2 separate regions of the Urocitellus parryii genome follow, and region 1 is linked to region 2. A link is a contact called in public Hi-C data. All regions are on one chromosome and are shown on one strand. Each heading gives the region's core, a stretch centred on a gene start, on an enhancer-like site or on the middle of the called end of the contact. The rest is flanking DNA. Distances are from core to core; before and after follow the strand shown. Region 1 holds the start of Ccdc112 (coiled-coil domain containing 112). Region 2 holds the start of Fem1c (fem-1 homolog C).

Region 1 (5,410 bases), core at 2,702-5,201, 220 kb before region 2:
AGCAAAAGTGAGTCACTAAGCAACTCAGTCAGACTCTGTCTTTAAATAAAATACAAAATAGGGCTGAGATGTGGCTCAGTGGTCAAGCGCCCCTGAGTTCAATCCCCGATACCCCCTAAAGAAATAGAGAATCTCAGATCTATCCTTATGCTTCCTTTGCCTCTGTAACAAATTTATCATAGATTCGTCTACCACCAGTTTACTAGTTTAAACACTACAAATTTATTCTCTTTCAATTTCATGATGTGAAACTAGAGGACATTATGCTAAGTGACATAAACCAGACAGAAAGAAAAACACCTCATGATTTTACTCAAATGTATAATCTAAAAAAAAGAGTTGATCTCATGGAAGTAAAGAGCAAAATAATGGTTACCACAGACTGGAAGGAACTGGGGAGAAAGGCATGAGAAGTGGTTGATCAAAAGGTACAAAGTCAGGATGGAAAATGAGAAATAAGTTTTGAGACCTATTACACAGCAAAGTAATTTCAGTCAATAAAAATGTATACTTCAAAATAACTATTAAGAATGCATTTTTCAGGGCTGGGTTGTAGCTCAGTGGTAGACTGCTTGCCTAGCACGTGTGAGACACTGGATTCAATCCTCAGCACCACATAAAAATGAGTAAAATAAAGGTATTGTGCCCATCTACAACTAAAAATAAATACATAATTTTTTTAAAAAAGAATACATTTTCAAATGTATTGCCACAAAAAATGAAGTGAGGTCATATGTAAATGGGCTCAATTTAATCCAGATTTACTTCCAGATTGTATACACATATCAAAACATCACAATGTATACTGTAAGTCTACAACATAATGATTTGTTCATTAAAAATAATCTTAATAAAAGATAAATAAAATCAAGGTATGGGCAAGGCTGCATTTCTTCTGGAGGCTTTAAGGGAGGACCTATTTCCTTACCTTTTTTTTTTTTTTTAAACTTCTTGGGTCTACCTTTACTCCTTGGCTCGTGACCCCTTCCTCAAATCACCCTATCCCCTTGCTTCCATTATCACATCTCCTATTACTGACCGATTCCCCTGCCTCCATCTTAGAAAGACCTATGTGATCGCAATGGGTCCCATCAGAAGGTCCATGAAAATCTCCCTATTTTAAGATATTAATCACATCAGCAAAGACCCTTATGATGTATGCCCTGGGGAAACATTATTCAGCCTACTACACCTGAACATACACATAGCCCAATGCATACGCATGACCTTTTAGAGAAAGTCCATTTTGAATGACCATTTAAAGTTTGAGAAGAAATATAGTTATTATTAAAAGCCTAATCTAGGCAGTCAATGGACTTAAGATTCAGGTCATTAGAGAAAAAAATCACTAGAAATAAAGCAGAAGACACAGTCCTATCTTGGTATAAAACCAGCAACATCGTAGTTAGAGGTACTTCCAAAAAACTCATAATTCAAAACTAAAATGATCAAGTGAACAAGTTCCAGGATAAGAGAAGGTTAAAAGATTTGTGGCCTTCAGTCTTGAAAGGTAGTGGCTGAATCATATACAAGCATCAAAAAGCATAGATGGGGTACCTTATTACTTTTCATAATAGGTGAGAAATTTATGACATTCCACACCCCAAGGAGATTACAAAATACAAGATACAATAGTTCTGAAACTTCAGAGATAATTATTCCAGAATAATTTAAGAGAACTGTGATAGACTGAATTATTTCCTCCCAAAATTTAAATGTTGAACTTCTAGCTCCACAGTGACTATATTTGGAGAGCAACTTTCCAGAGATAATTAGTTAAATGAGGTGATAAAAGAGAACCCTAGTCCAAAAGGACCCATACCCTTTTAAGAGGAAGAGACCTCAGATACATCTCTCTCTCACTCTTTTTCTCTCCCTTCCTCTCTCCCTCTGCAGGCCCACAGAGGAAAGGCCCTGTGAGGACACTGCAGGAAGATAGTTGTCTACAAGTTAGGACAAGATGCCTCACCAGAATTCAATCTTAATACACCTTGTTCTTAGACTTCTAGCCTCTAGAACTGTGAGACAATTAATTTCTGTTGTTTTTGTCACCCAATCTGTGATACTCTGTTATGGAAACCCTAGGTTTCAGATATCTTTTAGATACTTCTAATATCATAGGATTATCAGAAAAAAACATCTCAAGAAACATTAGTTGGTTTCAGTATTAGTGAGTAGGAATATGCATTAATGACAAATATTCAGGTTTGGAATTAGTACAGCAGTGATTCTAATTTTTTTAAGCCAAACACACTTGACGATTTCTACATTCCTGCTATGATTCTCAGTTATGAAACTATGCCTTCCCTAATAAAGTGGTGGAAATGTTTATAAAGCAAGGTTTTTCAACCTCAGTACTACTAACATTTTGAACCAGATAACTGTTGGGGGGAGGATGTCTTCTGGCCTCTACCTATTATATGTTAGCAGCACCTCAAAACTTCTTCCCTTTTGTCACAACTAAGTCTCCAAAAATTGCTAAGTGCTCTCTGAGAACTAATATAATGTTTGTTTAAAATAACTCTATGGGTTATATGATTCTGATGTAGTCCCTGGGGCAAACACCACCTCTGAGAATCACTATAGTAGACTCACGGGCTTTGTCAATAACGATATTAGATAGCTTGTAAAAAATGTAAATCAGGAGGTAAAACAAGCTATGAGAATTTAGAGAACAAATCACATTGAACTGAAAAGTTTTCATGGAGAAAGCCAGCAACATAGACAAACTAACAGGACCATACATGTTTTAGTCCATATTTAAAAACATTTGCTCTATTTTGCATTTTTATATTTTTCCTGATGCACTTGATCCGGAGTTAGAATAGAATCACATAGAACTTGGGAGAAAATTTGCCTGAGGTGGATTTCCTGAATTGCAAAGCTGAAAAGACACCCTGTCCTCAGTTCACAACAGCTTTCCTCCAGGTTTGCACTGATCTACAAATATTTGGGAAGCGCCTACTATGTCCTAGGCACTATAAAGTGAGCACGTTTTAGGTGCTGGGAATATAATAGTGATTTCAAAAATTTCTGCCTTCATGGAGCTTACATTCTCAAGGAGGCTGGGGGGGGTAGAGAATGAAAAAATATATATCATATGGTAATTAGTGCTACGGAGAAAAACATAAAACCGGGAAAGAACGTTGGGTGTAGTGGGTATAAGGGCGATATCTAGTTTAGAGGGATAAGGAACAGTCTCGTTAAGCTGATGGCAATTGAAAGGTACGGTTGTCTTTCGCTGTGGAGAAAATGGTCCTTAAGCCCATTCTAGGAAACACCTCTGCCTCTTATCCTCCCACATTTTATTCCTCTTTTGTGTTCCTGGCACCTGCACAGTAAGAGCTGGCGATGATTACTGGATGCCGAGTCTCCCTCCAACCAAGCTTCATGTCAGGGTCTCCCCAGACAGAATGCCCACAGCTCAGGGAGAAGCGTATTATTTATTAGTACCCATTTTTAGAGAGAAAACTGAGCAGCCCAGACATTTTCCTATCATACAACTAGGAAGCGGCAAAGCCCAGGGCTTCCAACCCGGTGTTCCTCGACTTCAAAACTGCAGGGAGGCGGCTTACAAAGGCTGTTAGACGCCCATAACAACAAAGAGCAACGCCGCCGGGCGTACCAGGCCTCCACCAAGGGACGTGAACACGGCACCTCCCGGGTGGCGCTGCAGAGGACACCTGTTCTGCCGGGGCCAGAGACGTGGTCCGCCCCCGGGGCCTACATCCCCGAGCCCCACGCCCGCCACCAGAGCGGCTTCCAGCCGTCCTCAATTTACCTGTTGCGGCGCGGGCGCCGCTCCCACGCTGGTCCCGGTGGCCGCGCCCGCCCCCGCAACCGCCCCAGCTACCGCGGTGGCCGCCGCAGCCGCCACGACCGTAGTCAGGGCGGCCATGTTTCCTCCCGGAGCTGCTGGGGCCTGGGGGTTCTAGTCTCCGCAGACTTTTCCTAGAGCAGCCACTGGGATGGGCGGAATTCTGTACGGGGCCGAGGCGCTGGGCAGGGCCCGGGGCAGGGTGGAGCGAGATGCGGGGCGGAGCAGCGATGTAGGGCGGGGCCGAGGTGTGGGGCGGGAGTGTGGGCGTGGTTTATGGTAGAAGGGGCGGGGTGAAGGGCGGGGACCGTGGAGAGGTGGGGCCAGAGTGTAGTATACTGTGGGGGCGGGATCGTTCTGCCCTCTTGCGGTTTGTATAACCTTTTCAGATGCTGGTATCTGGCAGTGCCCGTTCAACCCTATACCTGCCAAGAAAGTATATTGTATTGCATTGTATTCCTTGAATTTTATTCATGCCATGCCCAATATATATTTTTTTCACAAGGCAAAGCTGCTTTTTAGTTTTCTACTACAATAAATGCTGATGAAAATGAATGCAAATGAAAAAACACTGCAGATGGGTTCTAGCAATATATTTTACATTTTCTAAGAAAAAAATCTCAGAGAAGATATCAGAGGCAGAAATGCTATAGTTGCATTTCTCGGAGTTGGTCAATGAAAAGAGATTCCAAAGACACTGTACTGAAAAAAAAAAAGTCCTGAATGACTCCTTCAATTAAGGCAACCTGTGGCAGTGCATCTAGTTTCTATAGGTTCTACCTTTTCCTGGTTTAAATGAATCCATTGATAAATCGTTCCAGGCCTTGGGAATTCATCCCTCAATGACACATACAAGATTTCTTCTGTCATGACTTCTAGGAAAAAATTTAAACAAGTAAACAAATTGGGTCTTTGCTAAGCAATTATTTTGGGCCAACCTATTATAAATGCTTCAAGTGCTTTCCCATTTAATCCTCACAAATAACCTAGTTATGTAATGTTGATATCTTTTTCACAAATAAGTGAATAATCAAGACCACACAGGAGGAAGTTAGCCTGACTCCAGAGAACCCTTGTATAAACATTATAGTGCAGTTATATAGATACTTCTGGATCCCAGGAGAGAGACTAAAGCCAGATATGAATTTGGCCTTCATCTTCATATAGGAGATACTTAAAATAAGATAGAGAGTACTCCAAGGTGTATATAAACTAAAATCTGATAACGGAATCTAGGGCCATCTAGTGTAGATGTTGACAGGCTGGAGGAGAAGACCTAGAAGAAGCCTGTGAGGAGGAAGGAAACCAGTCTCTGGAAGAAAGTGTTTCAAGGAGAGAAGGGTCAACTGTGTGGTCTCCTATCGGGAGACTGAATGAGAAGAGAACAGAGAAATGAGAGATGGGGTTGGCAATAAAGAGGCCATTGTTCTGCGTGCCAAGAGCAGGGCCCACTGGGTGATGAGGACCAAGGCCTGGCTGAGTGGGTTGAGGAAATAGTGGAGGAGAGGTGGTAGAAATGTTGTGTATTGACAACTATTTTGATGGATTTGAGGTATAGGGGATCAGAGAAATTAGGTTATAGGAGACAAACCC
Region 2 (5,275 bases), core at 1,113-3,612:
GAAATGCCTACCTAGAACAAACAAAATGATGACTCACTAACTATAGTAGTTTCTACGCCAAGGTTGTTCTTAAAAATAAAAAATAAAAAGCTTGAGAAAATGCTATTACCTTTAACTACAGTTCCAAACAGATTAAATTATAGACCTAAAGGCTTAGATCAATTACCATTAACATGCTCTGTAACTGTGGGGAAAAAATTCTTTGGAATTGGAATTTACTCCAAATCAAAGAATATACTGCTTAACATAGTGACAGGTCTTTTTTCACACTTGTTCAATATATTATCTAATATTAGAGAAACACTGAACAAGGTAATACTAGAAGAGTTACCTAATCAAAAAAGGTCTGTGTTGGCTAACTCAACACCAATGCTTATAATTTTATATCAAACTTCCTTAAAATAAGTGTTAGACACATTAAAAAATTAAAAATAAAGTTAAACTCACCTTTAACACTTTTTCTATTAACATCTGCCCCCTTTTCAAGTAAATACTGAGCAATCTCTTTATGTCCTTTGTAACATGAAATCATCAAGCAGGTATGCCCATGCCGGTTTGACACTTCCAAATCAGCTTTGTGTTCTACAAGGTACTTCACTATTTCCAAGTGGCCATCAAAACATGCAGCTCGAAGAGGAGTTGAATTGGTTAGAGTCGTGTTGTTGACAGATGCTCCATGATTTAACAAAGACTGGACCACCTTCAGATGCCCTGCTGCAGAAGCCGCCCATAAAGGGGGAGCCCCCTCAATGGTTTCGCCATCAAAGTTGACAGAACCCCCGACTTCTATGGAGGCACTGCACTGCTCTAGGAGAAATTCCACCATGTCGAGATGCCCATACCTGGCAGCCATCAAGAGTGGTGTGGCCCCATTTGTTTTTTCAGAGATCAAGGAGGAAACCTCCTCTTTAGATTTGCTTGCCAACAACTTGGTGAGAAGCCGGAGTTTGCCATCCCGCGCTGCATTAAACACCGCCGTCTTTAGATCCATTTATGTCCAGTTGAGAGGCTGTGCTTTATCCTTCAAAGCAAAGCTCCGGCTTAGCTCTCTTGCAGGCAAGAGTTACAGGAACCAAAGTTCAATGTTAGTCACTGCACCCCAGAACGGATATAAACCCACGGAGAGTATGTTTTGTCCTATTGCCTTCCAACATCTGATAACCAGAGCACCAAACTAGAGAAAGAAAAAAAAAAGTAGCAGTTTTGAATTTTCCATAGGTAAAGGGAAAAACACTAGATTTTCTTAATTTCTAACCAGTGTGGGAAGAAACGGAGGGTGGGGGTGTGAGCCGTACGTTAGAGGCTAGTCCGCCCCCCTCCCCATACAGACATATACACACACACACACGTGGGAAAGGAAAATACAAAAGGGTTCACAGGAGACCCAAATGTTTTGGTGGGAGGCCCTCTCTCTTCTGTGTGCGGAAAATTTAAATACTACAGGCAACTGGTTTTCGTCTCTAGTTCTCACCAGCCAAGCTTTGTTCTAGTTTTGCTTTGCACACACCCAAGGAAAGTACAACCGAGACAAGGAGACAGACAGGTTCAGAAATGTTTCTTTTGCTTGCATCTGCAGAGAGGGGGCCAAGGGCACCAGGCTGGAAGGCCTCATTGTGGTTGGGATGGGTTTCGAAAAGGAACAAAAAGGTCGGGCACACCAGTCGTTGGGCAGCTAACACCAAAGCCCTCACTCCAAGGTTTTCTTTCCTTTAAAACTCGACGGTCTCAGGAAATCCGGCTGCGTTTTAGCCATTAAGTTCGCCCGCCTCATTTTGCGTAGCCCCCCCCCTTCAAAGATCTGCGAGTTCCCCAAACCACAATCGCCCCTAGATAACCCGCGCAGTACCTTTTCCAGACACCGAGAACTCTTCCCTAAACTACGCGATCGATCACGACACCCTCCCGGGGTCTGACTACCCCGTGGCCTCCAGCCTGCCGCCTGCCTGCCGCTCCCGGGGCCGCCCTCCTTCCCGCCCAGGCCTCCCAGCGGGCGCTGAGGCCGCGGCCCGGGCCCTGGCAGGCCGCCGCCGCCGCCGCCGCCACTACCTGCCCGGGGGCTAGTCCTTCCAGCTGCCACTGGCCGCTCGGGCTCGGGCCGCCCCCTTCAAATGGAAACCGTTGTCCCCGCCGCCGCCCGGGCCGCCCTGCTCCGCCTGCGGCCGCACAGTTCCTCCATGCCCCGCGCCCCAGAGGAATGAATCCGGCCGCGCTGCTCGCCCCGCCCCGCCGAGCTGCCTCCCGCCCTCCCAGCCTGCTAGGGCTGTAGCGGCTGCAGCGGCTGCCGCGGCGGATGGTGTAATGGGCTGCGGGCCGGGGGCCGGACAAGCCAGAGCAAAGCTTCACATCACTGACGCGGCAGCCGCGCCATTGGGCCGGGGGAGGGCGGCGGCCGCCGCGAGCAACCGCCTAGGGGCGGGGCGGGGCGCCGTGGCTGGGGCGGGGCGCCGTGGGAGGGGGAGGGACCTTGAGCTCTGCGAAGAACGTGTCTGCGTGCCGGGGGCGGGACGCCGTGAGGGGGCGGGGCCGCGCCGCAGCGGCCCGAGGTAGACGGAGAAACAGTGGAAATATCGCGTGCTCCCATTTCTTACTCCACCTCTCTGCTTTTCCCTACGCTGGCTTTGGGGATGCTGGGCGTGGTCTCAGGGCGCTGGGAGAAGTAGCATCCAGTTATACTTTCCTACTCATCTGAGCACTCTCAGGGTCGTCTCTTCTCTGCTTTCTTTTGGTGGTCCCTGAATAAACGCAGCTCATAATTACACGTCAAAACACTCAAGACAAATTTCAGAAAATGAGATTAGCTTTGAAAGCTACCAAACATGACTGATTTTTTTTTAAAATATGGTCTCTGAAAAATATAAAGACTATAAGGAATCGTAAAACCTAAGAGCAGTATCAATTCAACAAGGTCTAGTCCTTAAATTCTAAATAATAAAACTATGAAATGAAAGGTAAAAAGTGTACACTGATGAAAGAAATTACTACTTAATACAGCAGGAAATAAACTGGAATTCGTGACGTTAAGACCTCGAATGTACGGTATTAAACAAGGATGAAGAAGAATTGAAATGTGTTAGGGGAATAACAACCCACAATGTATCATGAGAAAACCATTTTTGAAAACGGACCTTCAATTTCTTGAACACTATTTGGTGGGATTTAAATTCACAACGTTCCGTAGTACCACTGGGAAAAAGAATATTAGAGTAGACAGACCTTCAGCATCATCAATATGATCATCTTTATGTTAGAAGCCATGCAACACTAAACACATTTTACTTTAAAAATCACAACTCCATTTTTGTATATTATAGTATTATCTAGGAATTTATGTAGTTTTACATAGTTGAATCATGATTTTCATACAGATATGTATTTTGCTTTTTAACCTTGGCACACTAAACATTTCTCATGTTTTAATGATCTTACCACAGTAGTGAGTTTTTAGTGAAGCACAATATTTCCCTTAGGAAATATTAGCCATTATATACACTCAGCATCAAATTGTCCAAACTGAAGTTGAGGTTACTACCACTAAGAAGAAAACATGAAAGAATATAGTATAAAGGATGAGATCAACCACCTAATGAAATTAAACCACCAAGAGGACTAGCTGTTTTATCCCCATCATACAGGTGACAGTTCTATATTCCTAGGGTATAGCTGTAGGGTATTGATTTAACATTGGAGCAGCCATCTTAAATGTTAACCACCACCTTATGAGGTAAGTTTCACTTTCCTGTACTTCCTCTTTCCTGAACTCCCCTCATCCCCATTAGTGACCTACCCCATGGTATCATAACCCTAAGCCAATCCTGGAAGGACAGGACTCTTTGGCTCCAAAAGCCGCATGGTGCCATCAGCCTAAGCCAATCCCATGCTATTCCCCACCTGCCTAGCTCTGAGGCAAGCACCCCTGAGCCTATCCCATAATACCACAACCACAACTGCAAACCCCTACCCTGCAAAAGCTGAACACCTGAACATCTCAGGGCCCTCTCTCCTCTCTATAGAGAGATGGCCTTTATCTGTCAGCTTTGACAAACTTCTGTGGATCTCTGCCTGTTCTTCTTCCTTCATTTCTCCCTCGTCCATCTCTTGCTTTCTCACTTTTCTTTCAATAGCTCCCAGGTGTGGTGTCCCAATGGAAGCCTAACCTGAGTGGACGTCTCTCTTTCATCTAATTCTGTAAGATGATGTAAAAATTTATATTGTTGGTCTTCAATATAAATTGTATCCTCCATTGGATTTTCAAGGGATAGATGAATATATTTTCTAATCTCCAACTTAAACTCCTAATATTCTTTTCTAAAATCCATTGCTGGTAAGTCGAAGGTAATTTGTTGATTCATTTCCCAACTCTTTCACAACAGCTGTGTCTTTCTCGATTTACAAAAAGAAAAGCTTTCACTCATAAAGAGTCTCAAAATGATGTGCCACTCTGTGATGTGAAGACTTCAGGGAATCTTTGCCAGTTCTTTATGGATTTAAAATACTGAGCTGTATTGAGAAATTATATACTTCGAATAGGGTTACAAATTCTCTTGCAAGTCAGATGCTTTGAAATAACTGCTTTCAACAGAGTATGACCTAATGATCACTAAGTGTAAAGTGGAAGAGTTCAAAGAATTGAGTGACATTGATATACAAACAGAAATCCTTATAGACTTTTTTCTTTTTTTTTCTTTTAAGTTATAGATGAACAAATACTTTTATTTTATTAGTTTTATGTGGTGCTGAGGATCGAATCCATTGCCTCACACATGCTAGGCAAGCGCTCAGCCACTGAGCTACAACCCCAGTCCTAGACTTATTTATTAATGTGAAAACACTTTCTCAGAATTTATAAACATGAAAAATTAAGAGAGCATTGATGCTGAACTGTTTCATTCTAGTAAGAAGTAGTATTTAACCATAAATGCCTGCACTAATTGTAAAAAAATCATATTTAATAATTATAAAATTTATGGGGCCAGGGTCAGAGGCTCAGTGGTACAGCGCTTGCCTAGCATGTGTGTGAAGCACTGGGTTTGATCTCCGGCACCACATAAAAATAAAAAAAATAAAAATAAAAGTATTGTGTCCATCTACAGCTAAAAAATTTTTTTTAATTATAAAAATTTGTAATATATTTTGTATTATTCTGGATACTTGATTATTATAATAAGTGTAATGATGCCTCAGTCTAGAAGAAAATATTTAAGTACTTATATTCTTACATCATAGAAAATTTAAAAATTTTAAACGTGTTTTCACTGCAGAGATACAATACTGTGAG

Evidence for each region. Hi-C and Micro-C count contacts between places; a contact is called where the count stands out from the background.
Region 1: a Hi-C map of liver shows a contact between it and region 2, with 6 times the contacts expected there. The contact joins the promoter of Ccdc112 here to the promoter of Fem1c in region 2. A contact is called at or near these places in 2 of 2 Hi-C or Micro-C datasets (liver and muscle).

The regions. Positions count from the first base shown.
Region 1 is chr1:122,006,763-122,012,172 of mUroPar1.hap1, reverse strand. Ccdc112 (coiled-coil domain containing 112) reads right to left here and starts at 3,951. Exons shown (of 10, transcript XM_026382291.2): 1 at 3,782-3,951. The coding sequence starts at 3,898.
Region 2 is chr1:121,787,481-121,792,755 of mUroPar1.hap1, reverse strand. Fem1c (fem-1 homolog C) reads right to left here and starts at 2,362. Exons shown (of 3, transcript XM_026415482.2): 1 at 2,047-2,362; 2 at 448-1,174. The coding sequence starts at 991.